2 separate regions of the Sus scrofa genome follow, and region 1 is linked to region 2. Evidence: chromatin contacts called from public HiChIP or PLAC-seq data. All regions are on one chromosome and are shown on one strand. The core of a region is the stretch at or near the end of the contact, and the rest is flanking DNA. Distances in the headings are between cores, read along the strand shown.

Evidence for each region. HiChIP or PLAC-seq counts read pairs in DNA pulled down with a chosen protein or histone mark.
Region 1: a contact with region 2 is called in an H3K27ac HiChIP or PLAC-seq map of alveolar macrophages. The contact joins the promoter of KPNA2 here to the enhancer-like site in region 2. A contact is called at or near these places in 1 of 5 promoter capture datasets (liver), 8 of 47 Hi-C or Micro-C datasets (embryonic fibroblasts, heart right ventricle, liver and 2 more) and 1 of 2 datasets of contacts at active chromatin or transcription factors (alveolar macrophages).

The regions. Positions count from the first base shown.
Region 1 is chr12:14,280,643-14,287,459 of Sscrofa11.1, reverse strand. KPNA2 (karyopherin alpha 2 (RAG cohort 1, importin alpha 1)) reads right to left here and starts at 2,148. Exons shown (of 11, transcript NM_001163404.1): 1 at 2,135-2,148; 2 at 695-796; 3 at 408-545. The coding sequence starts at 769. TRNAR-CCG (a tRNA gene) reads left to right here and starts at 4,591; the gene lies at 4,591-4,663.
Region 2 is chr12:14,240,229-14,247,114 of Sscrofa11.1, reverse strand. It overlaps BPTF (nucleosome-remodeling factor subunit BPTF), which reads right to left. Exons shown (of 31, transcript XM_021068118.1): 28 at 3,569-3,761; 29 at 1,706-1,790. Among named protein-coding and RNA genes, the nearest start is that of C12H17orf58, 18 kb to the left of the region's middle. Within about 2 kb of position 4,569, at least 3 of the 83 cell types and tissues checked have an H3K27ac peak or open chromatin away from gene starts, as enhancers often do. A contact at or near this core is called in alveolar macrophages, where this site is marked.

The DNA of each region.
Region 1 (6,817 bases), core at 899-3,398, 43 kb before region 2:
ATTCGACCCCTAGCCTGGGAAATTCCATATGCCAAGGGTGCAGCCCTAAAAAGCAAAAAAAAAAAAAAAAATCAAGAAAGACAAAGGTAGAAATAAGTTGGTCCTGCACACACTTTCACTTAACACTTGAATGACCAGGTCAAGGTCCGAAGCTGACAGCTAGAAATGCAGGTAGTCTTGAAGGGAGATCAGAGCCAAAGACAATCTTGGAATCAACTTTAGTAGATTATTAAGTGTGGGAAGGAAAGAAGACAGCTCACTAGAATTACTGACTGGGAGCACAAAAATAAAAGATCTTCACATTTGATAGTTAAGACTATAAAGCTAGGAATGTTATTTAAATTTCTAAGAAAAGACCCATATTGATTTTCTGGGTTTACCATAATCACAAGCTGAAATATCCTTACCTGGTTATTGCGGTTTTCCTGCAGTGGAGAAGTAGCGTCATCAGGAAAAGAGCTGACATTTCTCCTTTTCAGCATCTGGTCATCCTTCTTAGCTTTCCTCAGCTCCACATTAACTTCTATTCGGCGCCGCCTCATTTCCTTGAGAGAAAATTACATATCATTTCACCTATTACACCAGTTTTTGTTGCCAAGTGATGGCATTTTTTTCAAATTCCTTCAAAGTTTTGACCCCTTCAAATATATTGCCATTTAAAAAATACCACAGGAAAGCAACAGAAAGTACTCACTGTACTGTCTTTCCCCTTGTTCTTGAATCTGTTAAGGCGGGCAGCTGGTGAATTAGCATTCTCATTGGTGGACATGGTTATGAGACAAAGGGAGGGAGGTATCTATAAGATGAGGGAGAGAAAAAAAATTCCCTTTTATCATTTTGATTGGCAATACGGTAAGCATCAAGGGAATTATCGAAAACATATTGAATCCACACTTTTGTAATGGAAGAGGAACTTCCTTTTTCAGCACTATGTAGTTTTAGCCAAAGGATATTTGGCCCCTCCCCTCCGAAGGGCTGAGACTTCCTGGAGCAGTGCTGTCCATCAGAAATATAAAGCAAGCAGCCTAAATTTAAATTTCCTAGTAGCCACATTTTGTTTAAAAAAAGTAACAAGAAACAAATGAAATTAATTTTAATATTTAACCCAACACATCCAACATATTCTCATTTCCACACGTTAAAATATCAAAAAAATTACTGAGATATTTCACATTCTTTTTTCCTACCAATTCTTCAAGATCTGTACTTTAAGCTTACAGCACAACTCGATTCAGACTAGCCACTTGCGTCTGGCGACTACCGCACTGCACAGAGCGGCTCTAGACTCTATAGAGGATCTACAAATACTTAACTGAACTCGGAGTAGGGGGACTGAGCTTATAGGTAAAATCTTTGTCCTAGGGGCCATAAATTCAGATCCTCTGGAGGCTCCACTGTCTTTAAATGGCCTAACAGGTACATTCTCCACAGTTGAAAGTTGTTAAAAATCTGACTCATCATTACGTTATGGAGTCTTTCATAAAATGTCCTGTCCACACTGAAAACTCGCGACGCAGTTCTTCATCTTCAGCATCTCGCACACTTTCGAGGAATTCCGAGTGAATGCACCAAATTAGGTTGATATCCCCAGCTGTGCTTCACTCAGACGTGGCTACTTAAGCGCACTCCCCAAAAGATCACAAAAGGAAAAGTCCTCCTAAGGGGGGGAGGGGGCTATCTTTAATTTCATTTTGTTCTTTTACGAAATAGTGACACAACCAACCCAGGGCCGACGTGTTTTAAGAGACAGCACTTCCAACTGCCACCTCCATCTCCAGTCCCTTCCCCTGCTCCCCCCTCCCCGCCCCATTTCGGGGAAGGAGCAGCCGGGAACTGACGGAGGAGGAGCCAGAGGCGCCCGGCAACCTACTTGGGCTTTCGCCCTCGGGCCTCACTCTGATTCTCGAGTAAATGCCATTGCGGCGGTTTGCAGAGCCTCGGGCCCTAAAACCCAAGCACCCGCATCCCCAAACACCCGTCTCGTAAACGAACGACCCCAAAGGCCTCGTCAACCAAAGAAGCCAAAGCTAGGCCAGGCGTATAGCCCGGGCCTTCCCTCCCGCCACCCACAAGCCGAGCCCGGCCTACAGGCCAGCCGTTGCCACTCAGGCCGGACTGCGGCCTAGGTTCGTACCTACACAGCCGGCTCAGGCTTCCACAGGAGGCGGTCAGGGGCGCTCAGGCTGCGGCTCAGGGTCTCTCAAAACGTCCACCACGGTCAGCGCGAGGACAGTGTGGCTCGTGCAGCCGGCGCGATTTAAATTTCCCGGTGGCTCCGCATTCCGATTGGCTGGTTCGAGCTTATGCTAGACGTCCATTGGTGGATTTGAAAAACACGTTGGGAGGGGTCAGAGGGCCCAGAAGATACGATAGCATCGCGAGATGAGGGAGCGGCCGGGCGATCCCAGAGCGCCCCGCAGTTCGGAGGCGGCAGCCTTCAGGTCCCGGCGTGCAGCGCGAAGGGCTAGTTTCCAGCCCGCCTTGGCCATAGCCTCGGTCCTTTACCGAGGGTTTACTCGTGTACAGTGGTTGGTCGTTACCCTTGGCGTCTGCCTTAAGAGAACCACAAATGATTCCCCAAATAATTTTTAAAATTTCGATATAGAAATACATTGCTATGTATTTTTTTCTCTGATAGGACTCAGAAGAAAAAGGCCACCAAAGGTTAGCAGGGCCACCAAGGAGGGGATGGATAAAGCAGATTTGTGCTGCACTTTTTAGTTTAGTTTTTTTTTTCTTCTAACTTGCATCATAAAAGACTGCATAGACGGCACAAGTAATGGTAACAAAAGGTTTACTACATCTGTTTCTCCAGTCTTATTTTTTATTTTCAAATACAAAAGAACTATAAATCTTTATGCATATTTGCCAAGTGTTAACATTTGCCACATTTACTATTTCTTTCTCTGTGTAAATACCCACACGTACTAGTAGGCCCATATGCATAGCTTTTACATGATACTTTTCAACCTTTTGAAGGGTAAGTTTGAGAAATCATGTCCCTTTATCCCTAAATATTTTGGGTTGCACCTTGGAAGGATAAGGACATTCTGTTATATAACCACTCCACAATCATCAAATTCAAGACATCTGAACTTCGATGTGATTTATTATATAGTCCATGTTCAAATTTTGTCAGTTGTTCCAGTAATGACTTATGCTACAATTTATACATTTCTGAATAAAATGCTTGCATTTTCTTGTAATTTTTAAAAAAGCATCAGTGATGGTTCTCGTAATGTCAGTGTTATAGGCCACTTTGTTTTCATAATTTTTCCGTATTCTGAAAAGGGTATTTTTAAGAAAAGCTGTATTGGTTTTGTTGTTTGTGTGTTTTTTACTATAAATTCAAACAATGGTCTTCGTCTCTTCTTGCAGGCATTTTTGCCAGCTTCATGCACTGTGTAGCAGCCAAGGGAATCACAGGAGGTTGTCTCCTCTCACCTACCCAATCAGTATAATCCTATCTGCCCAAATGCGAAAACGTGGAAGGAATTCACCTGTAAACCAGTCACTGCAAGGCATTCCCTTTGCTACAATGAATGGCTCAGGGGCAGTCATCTGACCTAATTTCATCCAGTTGTGAAGCCTATGCTTTTTGTTTAATGATTGGAGGTGGGAAAGCAGGCTCTGTTCCGAACTGAGTGATGTGAGTTCTAGAAATTTGAGTTAAGACAATTGTAGAGAAACCATGAAAGCTTTGATCACCATCCTGACCTACCTCAGAAGGCTGCAATTATATCATCCTTTGTGATAATTATATCATCACTTCCTTTGTTGTTTAAGTTAGTGTAATTGGGCTTTCTTTTGCATGAAAATATCGGTATTACGTGCCTAGAAGTGTTTGGTATTACCGATATGAAAATTCATCTTCACAATTCTGTGAGGTAGTATTACTATCTGTTCCATTTCACAGAAGAGAAGAGCGGGTGGTTAAGTAACTTGTCAGGTTCACACAGGAACAAATGGCATTCAAACCTAGACGGGCAAATTTGAAGAAAATTTTGTTCACCCTGCAACGACCTAACAGTTGCCTTCCTTAATGGGTTATCCAATTAATGTACGTTGACTAAATGCAAGAATGAAAAAGAAGTAGTTTGATAAAGAAGGAAAGGTTGAGGGGGATGCAGGAGAACCTTCCGGCAGAGGAAGGGGCCTGAACTCTGTAAAATGCAGAGGCCTGGGCCTACCCAGGTGAATAGAATTAGAACGGGGTGGGATGGAGGACAGGCTTCGGAATTTTCTTTACAATTCCCCAAGTGCGCTTAATATCTAGTATGCAGCCAGTGCTGAGACCTTTACCGTAAGAACCCAACAGGTAGGAGGCCACTCACTGCGGCGCAGAGAATCCCGCAGGCAGGCCACGCACCATCGGGGAAGGCGGGTGGGGAGGACAACGCGCATGCGCGGGGAGGCTAGGTTGGTGGGCGGGGCTGAGGGCGGGCGGGGCCGAGAGCGCAGGCGCATTTTGCCGTCGCTGGGGGCGGCTCCCAAATCCCACGCCGCCCGACGTGAGGCCGCCAAGCTCGGGGGCGGGGCGCGATGATGGCATCGCGTAAGGAGATGGTGTGAGAACGCGGATCCTGTGGTGACCCAGTGGCCTAATGGATAAGGCATCAGCCTCCGGAGCTGGGGATTGTGGGTTCGAGTCCCATCTGGGTCGTACACAGACTAATTTTGGTGCAAGGGGAAAAAAGTGATTACAGGCACTTAGAACTCAAAGTAGATTTTGAAATGTCATTATTTCGCTTTCTCTACAGAGCTATGAGGTCTGTTGTACTTACAAATTAGGAAATGCATCTCCGTGTTTTAACAGCACTGCAAGTGAGAACTTGCAAGTGAAAGTCACAATCTCACCTACAGAATCATTTAGTTTATACGGGTCTTTAAAGGAAAAAGGTTGAGGAAAAGGAACCGCCAATTTGACAGATGGCATCACCTCTTTCTCTGCCTTTTTAAATTGAGTTTATATGTATTTTGCTGTACACCTGAAATTACTACAACGTTTACGTCAACTATACTCCAATAAAATTAAAAATAAATGAATAAACTGAGTTTTCCATGGGCAGCCACACAGACAAAACTTCCTCCCCATCCTTATCCCATCCTGCTCACAGTGTGAGCAGATCCAACTGTGTTGACTCCAGACTTATTTCCAGTACTAAGGAGAATGTATAAGCAACTGTGTTTTTAACTGTATTAAAACATACAAATATAATAAATATAATTTATGGTTTCTGTCCCTAAAGTATTATGAACAACAAATTACAGCTGGATCATAAGGTTTGTGTGTGTGTATTTGATTTGCAATAAAAGAAATACAATCGAGTTTTTACGCTTTTCAGACTGGTTCAGTTGACTAGAAAAGTTTAAACTCTTCTTGTAAAACTTGTATAAGACGAATATCACTGAGTTAACTCCTACTCTTGAAAAACAGCAAAATACTAAATGCAGTGTCATACCTGGATTTGAGCTTGGATGTTCATGGAAAAAAAAAAAAAAAAAAAAAGCGGACTCTGAATACATTCTCTAGTTAGTGACCAGCAGTCTACCAATGTTGATTTCTTCCTCGTGACAAATGTACATGGTTACGTAAGATGTTAACATTAAAAGAAAGTGAATGAAGGGTACATGGGAGCCCTCAGTTCTATCTTCGCAACTTTCATATAAATCTGAAATTATCCAAAATTAAAAGTGTTTTAAAAAGAAAACCAGGAGTTCCCATGCGGCTCAGCGGGTTAAGGATCCGGTGTCCTCACTGCAGTGGCTCAGGTTGCTGCTGTGGCACTGGTTCTATCCCTGGCACAGGAACTTCTGCATGCCTCAGGTGCAGGCCAAAAAAAAAAAATCCCCACGCAATCAATGAGAAAATATAGCTGATACCGTTACCATCCTTTTTTTTTTTTTTTTTTTTTGTCTTTTTCCCTTTTATAGGGCCTCTCTCTCGGCATATGGAGAGTCCCAGGCTAGGGGTCCAATCGGAGCTGTAGCGCCGGCCTACGCCAGAGCCACAGCAACGCGGGATCTGAGCCGCGTCTGCCACCTACACCACAGATCACGGCAACGCCGGATCCCTAACCCACTGAGCAAGCCGAGGCATCGAACCCACCACCTCATGGTTCCTAGTCGGATTCATTAACCACTGAGCCACGACGGGAACTCCTACCATCCTTTTTTAAGATTAGAAATGTAGTGCTGAATTTGAAAACCAGAGCACGGTGGCAAATAAATAAGCCCAGGGGATAATTTCTAGCTCCGCTCATGGAATCTCAGAGTGGGCCACATTAGGTTCTTGCATACAGTAAATGCTCAAAAAATCTTGTCTTTTGTGGGGAGGGATCTGCAGCGTGCATCAGCGTGATGTGTGATCTCAGTTCCCAGGCCAGGGACTGAACCTCGGCCACAGCAGTCGCCAAATCCTAACCACTGGAACACTAGGGAACTCCCCCCAACACTTGAACTGCATCGTCTCCAGCCTCCCATCTGTAGGCAGGGTCTGGGAACAATGGACAGTCGCCATGTCTCCTTGGTCCCCAAAGGCAAGACGGCTCTCAGATGGCAATATTCAGCCCACGGACTGTGCAGGACAACTCCTTGAAGGTTACGTGGGCTTCTGCCTGGCCTGCTCAGGCCTCCAGCAGGCTCACCGGTCTCTCCCATCTCATTTCTCTCCCTCAGCCCCACTCCTGCTGTGTGGCTCACGCACCAGAGTTCATTCAGCTGAGGGCAGCAAAGTCATTGAGTGCCTACTGAACGCCCCAGGTTCGAGTCATTCCGTGCAAGATCCACATTCTCCTCTTCCCTCACCGCTGGCGTC
Region 2 (6,886 bases), core at 3,320-5,819:
TCGCTCAGTGGGTTAAGGATCCAGCGCTGCTGTGAGCTGTGGGGTAGGTTGCAGATGTGGCTCGGACATGGCATTGAAGTTGCTGTGGCTGTGGTGGGCAGCTGTAGCTCTGATTCGACCCCTAACCTAGGAACTTCCATATGCTGCGGGTGCGGCCCTAAAAAGATACACAAAAAAGAAAAAGAAAACAACAGGAAAATACTCTACCTCTTCAAGAAAAGAATTTTGGTCAAATAAGTTTCGCATATTCAATTTACAGACTATAGAAAGCCACTAAAATCATATTATTAAAGAATAATGACACAGGAAGATGACTGCCAGACACAAACATTTAGTGTGATCTCAGTTTTTTAGACATAGACATAAGAACACCCAAAATGTGACAGCGTTCAGTGAGGAAAAGACTGAGCTTACTTTTCTTATTTCCTGAATTTTCTATAACCATGCCATTTAAAAAATTTATTTATTTATTTGCAACGTTCTATGGCATATGAAAGTTCCCAGGCTAGGGATCAAATCAGAGCTGCAGACGCTGGCCTACATCACAGCCACAACAACGCCAGATCCAAGCTATGTCTTCAACCTACACCAAAGCTCCCTGCAACGCCGGATCCTTAACCCACTGAGCGAGGCCAGAGATTGAACCCACATCCTCATGGACACCAGTTGGGTTTATTTCAGCTGAGCCACAATGGAAACTAGGCAGTTTTAGAACCTTTAATTTTTTTTTTTTTTTGGCTGTACCCACAGCATGTGGAAGTTTCCAGGGCCAGGAACTGAACCTGTGTCACAGCAGTGACCCAAGCCACTGCAGAGATAACGCCAGATTCTTAACCTACTGCTCCACAAGGGGATGCCTGGAAGGTTTGATCTATGTTTTTGTTTTTTTTTTTTAAATCTTTTTAGGGCTGCACCCTTGGCATATGGAGGTTTCTAGGCTAGAGGTCCAATCAGAGCTGTAGCCGCCAGCCTACACCACCGCCACAGCCACGTCCGATCAGAGCTGCATCTGAGACCTACACCACAGCTCATAGAAAGGCCGGATCCTTAACCCACTGAGCAAGGCCAGGGGTCAAACCCGCGTTCTCATGGATGCTAGTTGGGTTCGTTAACCGCTGAACCACGACAGCAACTCCGATGTTTTCATTTTTATAATTTCTTTGGCAGATGAAACCTGTAGCTGTTCATCTCAATACAATCAGTATACTCACTTGCGGCTGTTATTAACACCACCCCCCACCTCCCCCTGGCAGTGAGGTTTTATTGGATTTCTACCCTTGCTCTCTTTTAGCAAAAGATAAGGAAGAGATGACTGGAAAGATGAGAGAGGCGCAAAAAGACCCCGATCCACCACTGATGTCCTCCATCATGCAGCTATTTAATGCTCTGCCCATCCGTCGACTCGGCTACTTCTCTACTGATGGTCATTTATTTCATTTTCAGTGTTTTCACAATTATAAACACTGTTGGGATGAACAACGTACTTGTGCACATGTAACGCCTACGAGGTGAAAGTGCTGGGTCCAAAGGTGTGCCCGGGTGACCTTTAACAGGCACTCCCCATTTACCCTACGAGCGACCATACCCATTCAGACGGCCACCAGTCCTCCTCAACACAGCCTCACGATGGATCAGCAGTGCGGACGATAAATGAGGCAGCTGCTGAGACTGCTGAAGAAACCCCACATTCAACTCGGGCACTCACCCATCGGTTCCTTGATAACACCATAGTAATCTGGTGCATCATTAGGATCCACCGGTTCCAGGAAAGGCCATGCCATCTTATGGGCCTGGAATGAAAGAATAAAAGGCATCATTATGGTCCGGTGGAAATAATAATTCCATTTAAGTTTCCCATTAGACTTGAAAAGCCAGTTTTAAACTTGAGAGATGAAACTGTTTAAACTTAGATAATTTTTGCTCTAGTCACAAATGATCTCAGATGAGCAAACTTTGTAATAACAGTTCTCAACAAGAAGCCTGGGATGCTGGCGTGCAGTGGGGATGGGGGAGCACAGGCCCAGGAGGCAAGAAAGCTGTACTTTGGTCCCTACATTACGACCTGACCATCGAGAGATGCTGGACCTGCAATCACATTTATTAAACCGGTGGGATGGGCTCCAAGTGTGGAATGACCACCTCCACAGGCTAATGATGTGCCAGAGATAGGATGCTAAGTAACATTCAACCACGTACTGAGACGACTATCCTCCTTTCAGTTCTTGCAATACTTGTGATAATGATTACATCAAGAGAAGGCGTCAATCGAGCACTCCTGGGTATGGAATACATCTCCAACACTTGCTAATCTTATAAGCCACCCCATTTCCTTTTTATTTTTAACAAGGGAGGGAAGGTTTGGGTTAAAGCTTTAGATAAGCATTTGAATCCCACCAGAATTTAATCAGCTTTTCGATCAATGGTGATGAGAAAATTTTCTCTAAAAATAAAATTTAGGGAGTTGTTCCCATTGTGGTTCAGTGGTGACAAATCCAACTAGGATCCATGAGGACACAGGTTTGGATCCCCAGCCTCGCTCAGTGGGTTAAGGATCTGGCGTTGCTGTGGTTGTGGTGTAGGCTGGCAGCTGCAGCTCCGATTGCACCCCTAGCTCGGGAATTTCCATGCAATTCGAGTGTGTCCCTAAAAAGACAAAAATAAATAAATAAGGAAGTTCCCATCCTGGCACAGCGGGAACGAATCTGACTAGGAACCATGAGGTTGCAGATTCGATCCCTGGCCTCGCTCAGTGGGTTAAAGATCTGGAGTTGCTCTGAGCTGTGGTGTAGGTTGCAGACTCGGCTTGGATCTGGCATTGCTGCAGCTGCGGCGTAGGCCAGCAGCTGTAGCTCCAATTCAACACCTAGCCTGGGAACCTCCATATGCCACAAGTGCACAGGCCTAAAAAGCAAAACAAAACAAAACAATAAAATATAGCTTAAAAAAAAAAATGAGTCATGGGAGTTCCCTTGGGGAGTAGTGGGTTAAAGATTCAGTGTTGTTGCTGCAGTGGCTTGGGTCACTGTTGTGGCACAGGTTCGATTCCTGGCCCTGGAACTCCTACATGCTGTGAGCATGTACCAAAAACAAACAAACAAACAAAAAACAAAACGAGTTGTTTTGACTTTATTTATTTATTTATTTTTGTCTTTTCTAGGGCCATACCACACCTGTGGCATATGGAGGTTCCCAGGTTAGGGGTCAAATCAGAGCTACGGCTGCCAGCCCACACCACAGCCACAGCAACGCTGGATCCTTAACCCACTAGCCAGGGATTGAACCCGTAACCTCACGGTTCCAACTCGGATTCGTTAACCACTGAGCCATGACGGGATCTCCAAGACTCATTTTTAAATATAAGCATTAGATAAACAACGGTTGAGCCAGTGTGTGGATCTGGTAACCGGCATGACATCGGCACAGGAAGGACTGAGGTCTGTCGACTTCGCTACCTGAGAGTCAGTAACTAATCATGTATTCCAGGATTGCAAAGTTCAAGCCCCAGAAGTGTTTCCAAGACCACGCTGGCGAGCTTCACCTTTAAATGCTGTCCAGACTGGTTTCCTACCTGTAAAGAACGCAGCACCCTTTTCAAACCCTCATAATCTTTCTCCGTCAGCGGCGTGAGCACTGTCATGGCATCCTCTGTTGACTGGCACTGTGGACAGACATACTCGTCAATGAGCTCTGCCTCACTTTGCAAGATGCCAACGCAGCGCCCATGGTACCAATTCTGACACCGATCGCAGCCAATATAAAATCTGTAAGATCCGAAATGGAAATGTGAGTTCAAAACAGATGGGATCACATTGCTTATACTATACTTTAAGAAGTAATAAAACATGCATTAGGAAACACTTTAACCCTGGGATATAAAATAGTTTTAGTATTATAATCGTTTTAATACTTTTGAAGATCGACATTCCAATGTGTTAATTTAGTATTTCTGATGTTAAGAACAAGCATTAAAGGTTTAAGGACACTGTCAAAATCAGAGAACCAATACGGGAAAAAAAAAGTAAGACATTCAATTGACTTTAAAGCTCGAAACAAAGACAAAAATCTTTCAACTAGTACCCTATCAAATGGGAAGCTGATTTTGGCCACCCAAAATCCTAAAAGCTAATAACAGAGTCTCAAAGCTTGTACCCAAATTAGTGTTTTTCTAACCTGCATTAAAGCACCATTTCAAAACACTGATAAAGTCCAAACAAGTCAGGCTATTTTAATCTCATTAATTTCCATGTTACATATTGAAGAATCAAGTCTACCATTAAACCACATTTTCCCCAATGCATCTCAAACATTCACTATGAAGCAACATAAATTTTGAAGGGGAGGTAAAGAGGGAAGAAAAGTAAAAAAAATTGGAAAGGAATTTGTAATGTAAGTGTATATAATATATGCAGAAAAAAAAATCTTGCTTTTTATTTTAAAATAAATAAGTAACCAGTCAGAGCAATTTGGCTTCCTGAATTATTAAATATGATGCTCTTATCAGAACTCACTGTGACTCATCATAAGGTGTTCTGCAGATACAGTACAATTCCTCACTGCTGCCCTCTTGTGCCCGTTTACAATCATTACAGATGTACACATCCATTTTCTTAGCCTCCTTTTCTGTGATGCCAACACATTCTCCATGATACCAGTTAGTACAAAGATCACAGCCAATATAGAACCTAAAAGTATTCACAATGAAAATGACAATGTAATTGTCATTTTGAGCTGCATGGTACGTCAATCTGTCTTCCCTGTCCTGATGCACGTTCTTATAGGATAACTTTCTGCAATGAGTCAGCTAAACATACTGAATCCAACCATCCTAACCCTGACAAACTACAGCATCGGACACTGTGTCAAGTGTGGAAACATAAAGTCACTCACATCAATTGCAACAAATACACTGTTTAGTGAAATGTGGGTCTTTAAAAACATACTGGAATTTGAAAAAATAAACAACACACTGATGGTAATGTCTTCCTCTTAATGAACGTGTGTAAAACTGTAACAGGCACAGAAACCAAAGCCAGAGAATCAAAGACTTACATCTGTCAAACCTATGCCACAGAAGCCATTTCGAAATCGGGGCTATTCCTTAGATAGGTTTGAAAATGTATCTCACGATTTAAATTTGGAAACAAAGCAAAGCGCAAACACCAAGTAGAAGTTACACTACAAGGAACATGCAGGTCAGCCAGGTGCAGGAAATAAATGGTCAAAATATGATATGAAGAAGAGAACCAAAAAAGGTACATGGAGTAATTCAGTTCCTACCAAGTTTTCTACATAAACACTGGAATTTAATCTAATTGTAAGATGATGATATGGGTCAGTTTCTCAGTTAATGTAACGTGTATGACAACGTGGAGGGTGGCCAGGTTAACTAGCTGGTAAGGAACTACTTTAGTTCAAAACCAGGGACACAGCCTAGAGAGTGATGTAAACCCCAAGAGGTTCTCTCAGATGGGGCTGAATGAGTGTGCGGCTATGGGTAATTCCATACAGTTCATTAACCCTCAAGGCTTTTGTACTATAAGATCTCAAATGGCAAAAGGAAAAGTATCTTGTGGCAAACACATCACGTCTCTAAAAACGTTGACGGGTGCTTTGGAGGACCGACTAGTCAAGGTCGTGGCAAGAAGGAGCACGAATCACAGGGGAGGAGGCTGGCCTCGCCGACACCATTGGTTCTACCAAGGTGTTTCCCGGCAGACTCACCTAGGGGAATGGAAACAGTCCTCAGGCTCAGCCTAACCTGCTCTACGAACGGAAAGGCTTACAGACAGCTGTGCGGTTTGTTCTGCTGCCACTAAGTGTTTTCTTTTGAATTATGACTCTTGCATGATTTTCGCTGCCACAGGTGGAGGCCTTCAGAATGTCTTTGTATGTTGCCTTCACCAGGTGGTGGGCTCTGTGTTCTGCAAGTAAGCTCAGAACTCCAAAAAATGTTGTTTTTTTAAAAAAAGTTTTAAAAATTAAAGTTTTAGTCACTCTCACTAGATTTCCAAACCAGCCTAGTTTGGTACAAGAGATTACAAAATAATCCTTAAAAAACACTAACTCATTCCAACCAGAACAGGGAGTGAATGAACTCAGTACAGTGAAATGTTAATAAATGACAAACGAAAAAACATGAAATATCCACAAAATAATGAAGCAACCTCAAGAGAATGAGCATGTATGTGTGCTGCATTTTAGGCAATTTAGGGATTACAAACAAGTTGTGGGTGAAGTGAATTTCTACGATTCTATGACCAAAAAAGTTTTGTTATTAAGGAAATTCCATAAGCAGATCTTTGTGTAAAGACAAGGAATCACGTCCTGTTTTGTTTCCTCAGGGGAAACGAAACAGAGTTCTTTCTAGACCATGTCTAATTTCTCATAAAGTAGGAGTGAGACGTGAAGATGCCTACACTGATCTGGGTTTAATTCAACACACAGCGAAATTTACCAACAAAAAGTTCTGATTCAGCACTTGCAAAAACAGATTATAATTTAATAAACAGCACCACTAAAGCAGCTTCGGCTTGCAACTTAAACATCATTAAAGAGACAATTTTATTTTATAAATGGATTAGGCATCCGCTTAGGGTAGACATTAAGCACTTCCAATTCTAAAGGATTATATTTTTAGCACACGCCAATAAACTTCTTGGTACTGGAACGTTAACATTGGGGTTAATTTTGGCTTTAAAAAGTTGGCCTGCGTTTGAATGTTGAAAATGGGAGCTAAATACCTCGTTGAGTGATAATGAGGATAGGAAAAAAAAGTATAAATATGCTTATAGATCGTCTCTAAAATGTTGTATATATCACCAAATACAAGTCATGACTGTCAAAAAACAGCTTCCAGCTGCCATGCTTATCAAATTTTTGAGTGTCA